Regions from separate parts of the Pan troglodytes genome. Here region 1 is linked to region 2. The links are chromatin contacts, called in public Hi-C maps. All regions are on one chromosome and are shown on one strand. The core of a region is the stretch at or near the end of the contact, and the rest is flanking DNA. Distances in the headings are between cores, read along the strand shown. Region 1 overlaps FUT10 (fucosyltransferase 10). Region 2 has its middle 380 kb from the start of FUT10.

What was found. A called contact is a pair of places that touch in the nucleus more often than the background predicts.
Region 1: a Hi-C map of induced pluripotent stem cells shows a contact between it and region 2, with 4 times the contacts expected there. The contact joins two enhancer-like sites. A contact is called at or near these places in 4 of 7 Hi-C or Micro-C datasets (blood, induced pluripotent stem cells and stem cell-derived neural progenitor cells).

The regions. Positions count from the first base shown.
Region 1 is chr7:41,816,755-41,820,830 of NHGRI_mPanTro3-v2.0_pri, reverse strand. The region is part of intron 3 of FUT10 (fucosyltransferase 10); the gene reads left to right. It also overlaps the pseudogene LOC134810848. Among named protein-coding and RNA genes, the nearest start is that of FUT10, 48 kb to the left of the region's middle. Within about 2 kb of position 2,725, at least 1 of the 24 cell types and tissues checked has an H3K27ac peak or open chromatin away from gene starts, as enhancers often do. A contact at or near this core is called in induced pluripotent stem cells, where this site is marked.
Region 2 is chr7:41,487,821-41,491,881 of NHGRI_mPanTro3-v2.0_pri, reverse strand. No RefSeq gene overlaps it. Among named protein-coding and RNA genes, the nearest start is that of FUT10, 380 kb to the left of the region's middle. Within about 2 kb of position 1,786, at least 2 of the 24 cell types and tissues checked have an H3K27ac peak or open chromatin away from gene starts, as enhancers often do. A contact at or near this core is called in induced pluripotent stem cells, where this site is marked.

The DNA.
Region 1 (4,076 bases), core at 1,476-3,975, 330 kb before region 2:
GCCCAGGCTGGAGTGCAATGGCGTGATCTTGGCTCACCGCAACCTCTGCCTGCTGGATTCAAGTGATTCTCCTGCCTCAATCTCCTGAGTAGCTGGGATTACAGGCATGCACCACCATGCCCAGCTAATTTTTTGCATTTTTAGTAGAGATGGGGCTTCTCCATGTTGGCCAGGCTGGTCTCGAACTCCCGACCTCAGGTGATCTGCCTGCCTCGATCTCCCAAAATGCTGGGATTACAGGTGTGAGCCAGCACGCCTGGCCCTTTTTTGTTTTTGTTTTTAAGAGACAAGGTCTCCTATGTTGTCCAGGCTGTTCTTGATCCTCCCATCTCTGCCTTTCAAGTAGCTGGGATGGTAGATGCATGCCACTATGCCTGGCTGCTCACCAAGCCCCTTTGTTTCCGTATTAGATGTTCTGCTTAAAGTGAAGTTGTAAAGTGAGCACCTGGGCCAAAGCCTGGGCAGAGTGTGTGGCAGTGATTCCTCTGCAGGGGGCTGCATGCTTGTTTGCCTAGGGCAGCCTGGCTTTCACCTGCTGTCCTAGGCTTCTCTGCAGTTGGTACTTCTCTGTCACTGGTACTCTCTGGAATAACCGTATAATTTATGGTACAACTGGCACACATAAATTTTGTGGTTATTCCAGAGAGGGTACCCTTGTGAGCCCTGAGTGGGGCTGAGTCCTCACTGGAACATTCCCCAGGCCCTGGGAGGGTCCTTCAGGGCCAGATCACAAGGACACCAGGTGCCGATTTCAGCATTCTGAGGTCAGAGAAATCAGAGGACAGAAATTACACGGCTTCCAGGCCCTCCTTTCCCCTGGCAAATGTAGTCATAGAGGAGAGCTGGGGAGGGAGGTAGGACCTGGGAAATCTGAAAGGCAGCCATTTTTACTTAGAGTGAAAATTACCTGAGAGCACAGTTTTAAGGTTTTGCCTTAGATCGGATTGAATCTGTTGTTTTACCTTTGTATGCCCAGTGGATGGGGACTCTTGAGAAAAACTGGATTAGTTACAGAGAAGATATACTTCACTTCTTCTGCAACATAGAGCACTAGGTGAGCAAATTTTGTAGGCTTGTCAATGAACAATTACTTTTTCCTACAGCTTCTTTGTGTCTTCACTGTGCTTTCATTCCTAAAGTCTCTCCAGCTATTTAGACAAGGTCACCGTGAGCCTCATAGCTTATGGTCAACACTTTTCTAAAAATATTTAGCACCAAAATGAAGCTGGGACAGTCCTCATTTTTCACTACTTTACATTTTCCTACTCATTCAATACTGACCACAGAGATAGGTAATACTTCATATATGGGCAGAGTCCACTTTATATCTATAATCCCTTTAAGAAGTGATCTTCAGGCTGGGCATGGTGGCTCACACCTGTAATCCCACCACTTTGGGAGGCTCAGGCGGGTGGATCACATGAGGCCAGGAGTTCAAAACAAGCCTGGCCAACATGGCGAAACCCCATCTCTACTGAAAATATAAAAAATTAGCTGGGCATGGTGGCAGGCACCTGTAATCCCAGTTACTCAGGAGGCTGAGGCAGGAGAATTGCTTGAACCCGGGAGGTGGTGGCTGCAGTGAGCCGAGATTGTGCCACTGCACTCCAGCCTGGGCAACAAGAGTGAATTCACTAATCTTTTTTTTTTTTTTTTTTTTGAGATGGAGTTTCGCTCTTGTTTCGGCTCCCTGCAACCTTTGAATGCCTCCTGCATTCAAGTGATTCTTGTGCCTCAGCCTCCCGAGTAGCTGAGACCACAGGCATGCACCACCAGGGCTGGCTAATTTTTGTATTTTTTTGGTAGAGATAGGGGTTTCACCATGTTGGCCAGGCTGGTGTTGAACTCCTGACCTCAAGTGATCTGCCTGCCTCAGCCTCCAAAAGTGCTAGGATTACAGGCATGAGGCACCATGCCTGGCCCGTTGAGCCCCTTTTGCGGCTCCTTCCTCCACCCTTCCCCTTCCTCTGGCTACACTGATTTTCTTCAGGTCCCTTCTAACATCCCAACATGCTTCTCCTAACCTAGACCCTAGACCTTATATTCAAGCTGCTTCCCCCTCTGGACTTTCTCCTTCTCCTCCTTTTTTCTTTTTATTCCACTCATCCTTCAATTTCAGCCTTAACCACCACCTCCAAGAAGACTTCTTTGACCTGACAAGGTCAGATTCTGTATTATAGGCTCTCATAGCATTTATTTAAAAATTTTTTTAATTTTTATTTTTTTAAGAGAAAGGGTTTTGTTCTCTTGCCCAGGCTGGAGTGCAGTGGTATGATTGTAGCTCACTGCAGTCTTGAACTCCTGGGCTCAGGCAATCCTCCTGCCTCAGCTTCCCAATTAGGACTAGAGGCGTGTACCACCATGCCCTAATTAAAAAATTTTTTTGTAGGCATTGTGTCTCACTGTGTTGCCCAGGCTGGTCTTGAACTTTTGACCTCCAGCCATCCTTCCTTCTGAACCTCCCAAAGTGCTGGGATTACAGGTGTGAGCCAGCACCCGGCCTCTCAGCGTTTCATCACATTTTTGAGTTCTGGTATTATACTTACTAATAAGATTATTTAATGCCTGCCTTTTTCACTGTACTGTAAGTTCCATGAGAACAAGGCATTTTCTGATTTTGCTCACTTTGCTCACTGTTGAATCTCTAATACCTAGCACAGTGCCTGGCCCTGACTTCAGTAAGTGCTGTGCGTTCCTGAAACCTGAAATGAGATTTTTGTGGCAAGAGCAGTGGCCTGTTCCATTTGGCGACAAGAGGGGGCAGCAGAGAGCTACCAGAGTAGAGGCCTCTAGTTTATCTTTTGGGTTAGCAAATCTAGTTTGTCAGGCTGTTTAATCAGGAGTGGAGGAGAGGGTGGAATGTCGAAGGGGAATCCAAGAAGCAAAAGAACAGGGATTATCCAGAAGAAAAATGGAGTGAAAGGGAGTTAGCTGGAAAGGGATCTCAGCTGTGAGTGGTACACAGTCCGTGGCGGGGCATCCTGCTTCTCTCTAGGCCTTTCGAGGGTTGGAAAGCATCCTGCCCCAGTATACCTGAAGGCCCTAACGATGCAGACAGATGTGGTATAGGAAGAGGAGAGAACAATTACTTCTTGCTGGTAGCAGCTTCATTTTGGAAGCTTCTGCATGGCAGGTGTGTAGTGCTCCTATCCATTGCACAGCACATAGGACCATGAGATTGGGCTGCGGGACACAGGGAAGAAGTAGGGAGGGATGGAAACTAACATTTCCTAAGTAGCTTCTGTGTTACAGGCACAAAGGAGTCCAATATGGCCAGTATTTTCCTTATTTGAAACATGAGGGTCATGGCTGAGAGAGTTACAGTAATTTGCCCAAATCATATTGTGGCTAAACTCAGTTTTTAACCCTAATTCCCATGGCTTAAAAACCCATGTTCTTTCTCATATACTCTGGTGTCTTCTTAAAGATTTTAGTAATGGTTTTTTTTTTTTTCCTTTTGAAATGGAGTCTTTCTCTGTCACCCAGGCTGTAGTGCAGTGGTGCGATCTTGGCTCACTGCAACCTCCACCTCCTGGGTTCAAGCAAGTCTCCTGCCTCAGTCTCCTGAGTAGCTGGGATTACAGGCATGTACCACCATGCCCAGCTAATTTTTGTATTTTTAGTAGAGATAGGGTTTCACCATGTTGGCCAGGCTGGTCTCAAACTCCTAACCTCAAATGATCCACCCGCTTCGGCCTTCAATAGTGCTAGGATTACAGGCGGGAGCCACCACCCTCGGCCAGTAATGGCTCTTTTTTTTTTTTTTTTTTTTTTTTTACTTGGTGTGCCTAAAGAGAAATAGACCCTTCTCAGTCATGGGCCATATTGGTAGATTCAAAATCTATACTAGAACTGTTATCCCTATTTTTAGATTTGTTGGCCTGTGAGAAATTTATTAATGTAAATATAAAATGTTGCATTTTAGGCTAACAGCATATAATCTCTGATTGTCAACAATAACTCAGAATTTGAAATGTCCAAGTTCTGTATGGCATGCCTGTGAGGGTCAAAAACTGCAAGAATTGGTCTGGGAATGGTGGCTCACACCTGTAATCCCAGCACTTTGGGAGATGGAG
Region 2 (4,061 bases), core at 537-3,036:
GGATATTTTGAAGACTGTCCACTAGATGGCATTACAAGCCTGTTGGAATTGTTTTAACTAGCCATTTCTTCACCAGTTAAATACTAATTAAAGATATTAGTAAATGGAAGTTAGTGACATAGCACTATCTTTGAAAAAGTTGTCTTTTCCTATTTGTTTGAATATAAGCTAAAGGTAGCAACTACATAAAGCCATCTAGGGACAGATTTACTTTAGCCCTCACTCAAAAGCAATTGCCTCTTTAAGGAAAGAATTAAACTACAGCAAATGGACAGGACTCTCAGAAGAACAAAAAGTCAAAGATACTTTATCAAGAAAACTAAACATATTTTTGTACTCAATTGAATTACCTAACTTCTTTGAGATAAGTGGATTCCAAAAAAAGCTTAGATAAGTATGTCAACGACAGCATTAAACATGGCTTTGAAAAAAGCTGGGTAGAATGACAATGATGAAATAATTTTAGGTTTAACTCAGAGGGTCACTTATTCTGTCACCTCTTTGGGATTGCTATTGGCAACAGAACACTTAAATGAATGGAATTTAGATCATAATAACAAATAATATAAGGATTATTCTTATTAATTTTTATGACAGGAACTAACTGAACTTAGAGCCAGGACTTTTGACAGGGATGCTAAGCATTTATCCACCCCCAAAAAACTGGCTTTTCTGTTTTATTCTAACACTTCATTCATCCCTCTGCACATTCCCACCTCTTCCTGTTCACTTTACTCACTTTTATATTACAGAAGGAGACACTTGGCCGGGCGCAGTGGCTCACACCTGTAATCTCAACGCTTTGGGAGGCTGAGGCAGGTGAATCATTTGAGACCAGTCTGGCCAACATGGCAAAACCTGGTCTTTGCTAAAAATATATAAAAAATTTGCTAAAAAATATAAAAAATTAGGCAGGAAGGGTGGCACACACCAGTAATCCCAGCTACTCAGGAGGCTGAGGAAGGAGAATCACTTGAATCCAGGAGGCAGAGGTTGCAGTGAGCCGAGATCACACCACTGCACTCCAGCCTGGGTGACAGAGCGAGACTCTATCTCAAAGAAAAAAAAAAGAGAAAAGAATGAGACACTTTACCTCTTTTACCTCTCTTTAATCCCTTGAGGAAGAAAGAACACACCCAAATCAGAAGCTCATACTTTTCAGAGTAAAGTAATCTATGGGTGCCACTTGGAGTCATGGGTGGAAATGCCTTCTTCAGTACATATACTGGCACCTTCAGCTGTCAGCACAGCTCATGTCCTGTCCTCATACTTTGAATATTCTTATTACAGGCTTGAGACACTTGCCTAATAGGTTTCAAATGGCTCTCTTTACAGTGGTGAAATAGTAGATACTTCATCAACAATTATTTTATGATTTTTATAAGTGGACATGCCTAACAAGGAAGAGATTACTTTCCAATAGCTAGGGAGTCTTGGGAAAGAAGAAAAAATACCCCAAAGACATAATGTATCATAATCTCATTACCTAGAGTCAAAATCTCATAGACCTCAGGAAACCTGAGAGAATTAACACAATCTTCCAGTGTTAAAATTTTAGCTTCAAACTTTACCTCACAGTTTGGGGAATTCTGTCTTGCCAGTTAATGAGTAAATGGTCAACATTTTAAGACATGCCACTCTACTGAAATCAAAGTTCAAGTAGAAAGTTCTCAGTCATATTGCCTAGTTTACAAGTGTTGAGTCATGCTGACTAAGGGGCAGGGGTGCAGAGAGGTAGAGGGGAGGGAGTCACGCCTTCACAGAGATCATGTGAATAGCAACTGCTCTATTCTAGGACTGGAGAGCTCTCCCGGGCCCTGGTCAGAGTTGCTAACCAATAGGAAAGGGAGAAGCTATAACTGCCCCTTTTAATTCAGTTGGAGAAAAATGTTTGGAATGTTATTTATGTAACTGTGACCTTAATTCAGTACAACATGCCCAGGCAGGTAAGACAAAATCTACCATCAAGTAGGTAGATGTCTGAAGGGTGTACTTTTAACTTTTCAAATACAGAACTACTTATCGTGGAATAATACTGTCATGGACACAAAGTGAGACTATGATGTGATGTGATTCACTTTAAAAACATCAACAAGCATAACAGAATGGCACATACTCCATAACTCTTTTCAGAACACTTCTTGATGAATCTTGATAATTCTTGTCTTTTTGATATAGGATTTAAAAAGAAATTATTTAGGCAGATAGTGAGGGTAAGGAAGTCCTTGGCAAGGTTTTTCTTTTACTGAAAATCAGCCCCAAAATCATTTTCTTCTTTTTCAAAGAGCAGCCTGTAGAGTGGAGCCACAGACATTGACAAGTAAGCTAGAAGCTTGCATGGGTGAATGCCGGCAGTTGTGCCAGTAGAAAAAGGCTACCTGGGATTAGGCATGATCAAAATGGCAGCTCCACCTTCCCTTTCTCCTTGCCAGCCACGTGTACAGTAAGGAGCAGACAAGATGGGCTGGCCAAGTGGAAAGCCCATTTGTATAATAGGATTAGGGTGGGGCAACTGGCCTTTCCTGCAAGCTCTGTAAAAGTCACACCTGGTTGAACAAATCTGGGCCCTACATAAATCAGACACTGCCTCCTGAAGCCTGCCTATAAAATCTGTTGCAGTTTGCCGCAGGCTGGCTTTTCCCTTTTGGACATATCTCTCTGCTCTTCTCTCTCCTTTCTTCTGCCTATTAAACTTTCTACTCCTTAACCCACCCACATGTGTCTGTGTCCTTAATCTTCTTGGTGCCAGACAATGAACCCTGGGTACTTACCCCAGACAATGGTGCCACTTCATTTTGAGAATAGATTTGAGTTTTGGAAACAGCTGCAATGTAGGAAGCTTGGAGGAGATGGAGAGAATCACTTAGCTGAATAATTGGAAAGGTAGAAGCTACACTGCTTGATCTTTTTTTGTTTTTCCATTTTCAAATAGGAGCTTCTTTAGATTTTTCTAAGATTGACTCTGCCTGTGGTAAGGGTAGCTTGAGATGTAGAGTTGTTACGTGTGATATGGTAATATGTGCTTCTCTCCCAGTGAAAGTATTCCGTGACAAATGCAGCAACTTACAGTCACCTTGATGGCCTTTAAAGGACTCAGTACATCAAAATTGGATGTGCTGCTGGAGGAAGCCTAGAACTAAAGAGTTGAGATTTTTGGGTCACGTTCCATCATAAGGAACTCCAAAGATCATGTGAATTTATCTTGATTCTGAAATTTCATGCAATTTTCTACAGTAGAGTCTAATGCTCTAGGAATATGTTTTGGGATCACTTTTATTAAAGCGAAGTTTGCTTTATTTGCATTTAGGATAATTGGATTTGGCATATAGGAACCACAAGAAAAGACTAACAAGAAACCTATGCTAGATTAAGATCTATGCAAAATTGACCGAATCCAGCCTCTATCTTTATTAATGATAGACTCATAGGATTTAGACAAACTCTGAACAAATGAGAGACTTGGATTAGGTGAAAAGGAAGTTTCTGAACCTTCTGTCCTGGTGATCTTTGAGTTGCAATGTGATATATAGCAGCCTACCCAGAAAGCTTTAAATTCTGTGATGCCCAGTTTCAGGAAGAATAATGACTTCTTCCCTGGCATGTCATCATGATCACTATTTTTTAAACTTCAAGCAGAGTTTATTGTTTACGGAGACTGGGAATTTGTCAGTCTTCTTGATCAAAATATTTGCAAAAGATGCCTGAGAAGAAATAAGGAAAAGCGAAAAGTAGCCTTCTTTATTGATACTTGTAAATTTTATTTGTGCTTTTTTTTTTTCTTTTTGAGACAAGGTCTCCTTCTGTTGCCCAGGCTAGAGTGCAGTGGTGTGATCTTGGCTTACTGCAACCTCTACCTCCTGGGCTCAAATGATTCTCCCACCTCAGCCTCCTGAGTAGCTGAGACTACAGATGCATGCCACCATGACTGGCTAATTTTTTTTTTTTTTTTTTTTTGGTAGAGGCCGGGGGGGGTCTCACTGTGTTGCTCAGCCTGGTCTCGAACTTCTGGACTCAGATGACCCTCCTGCCTTAGCCTCCCAAAGTGCTGGGATTACAGACAA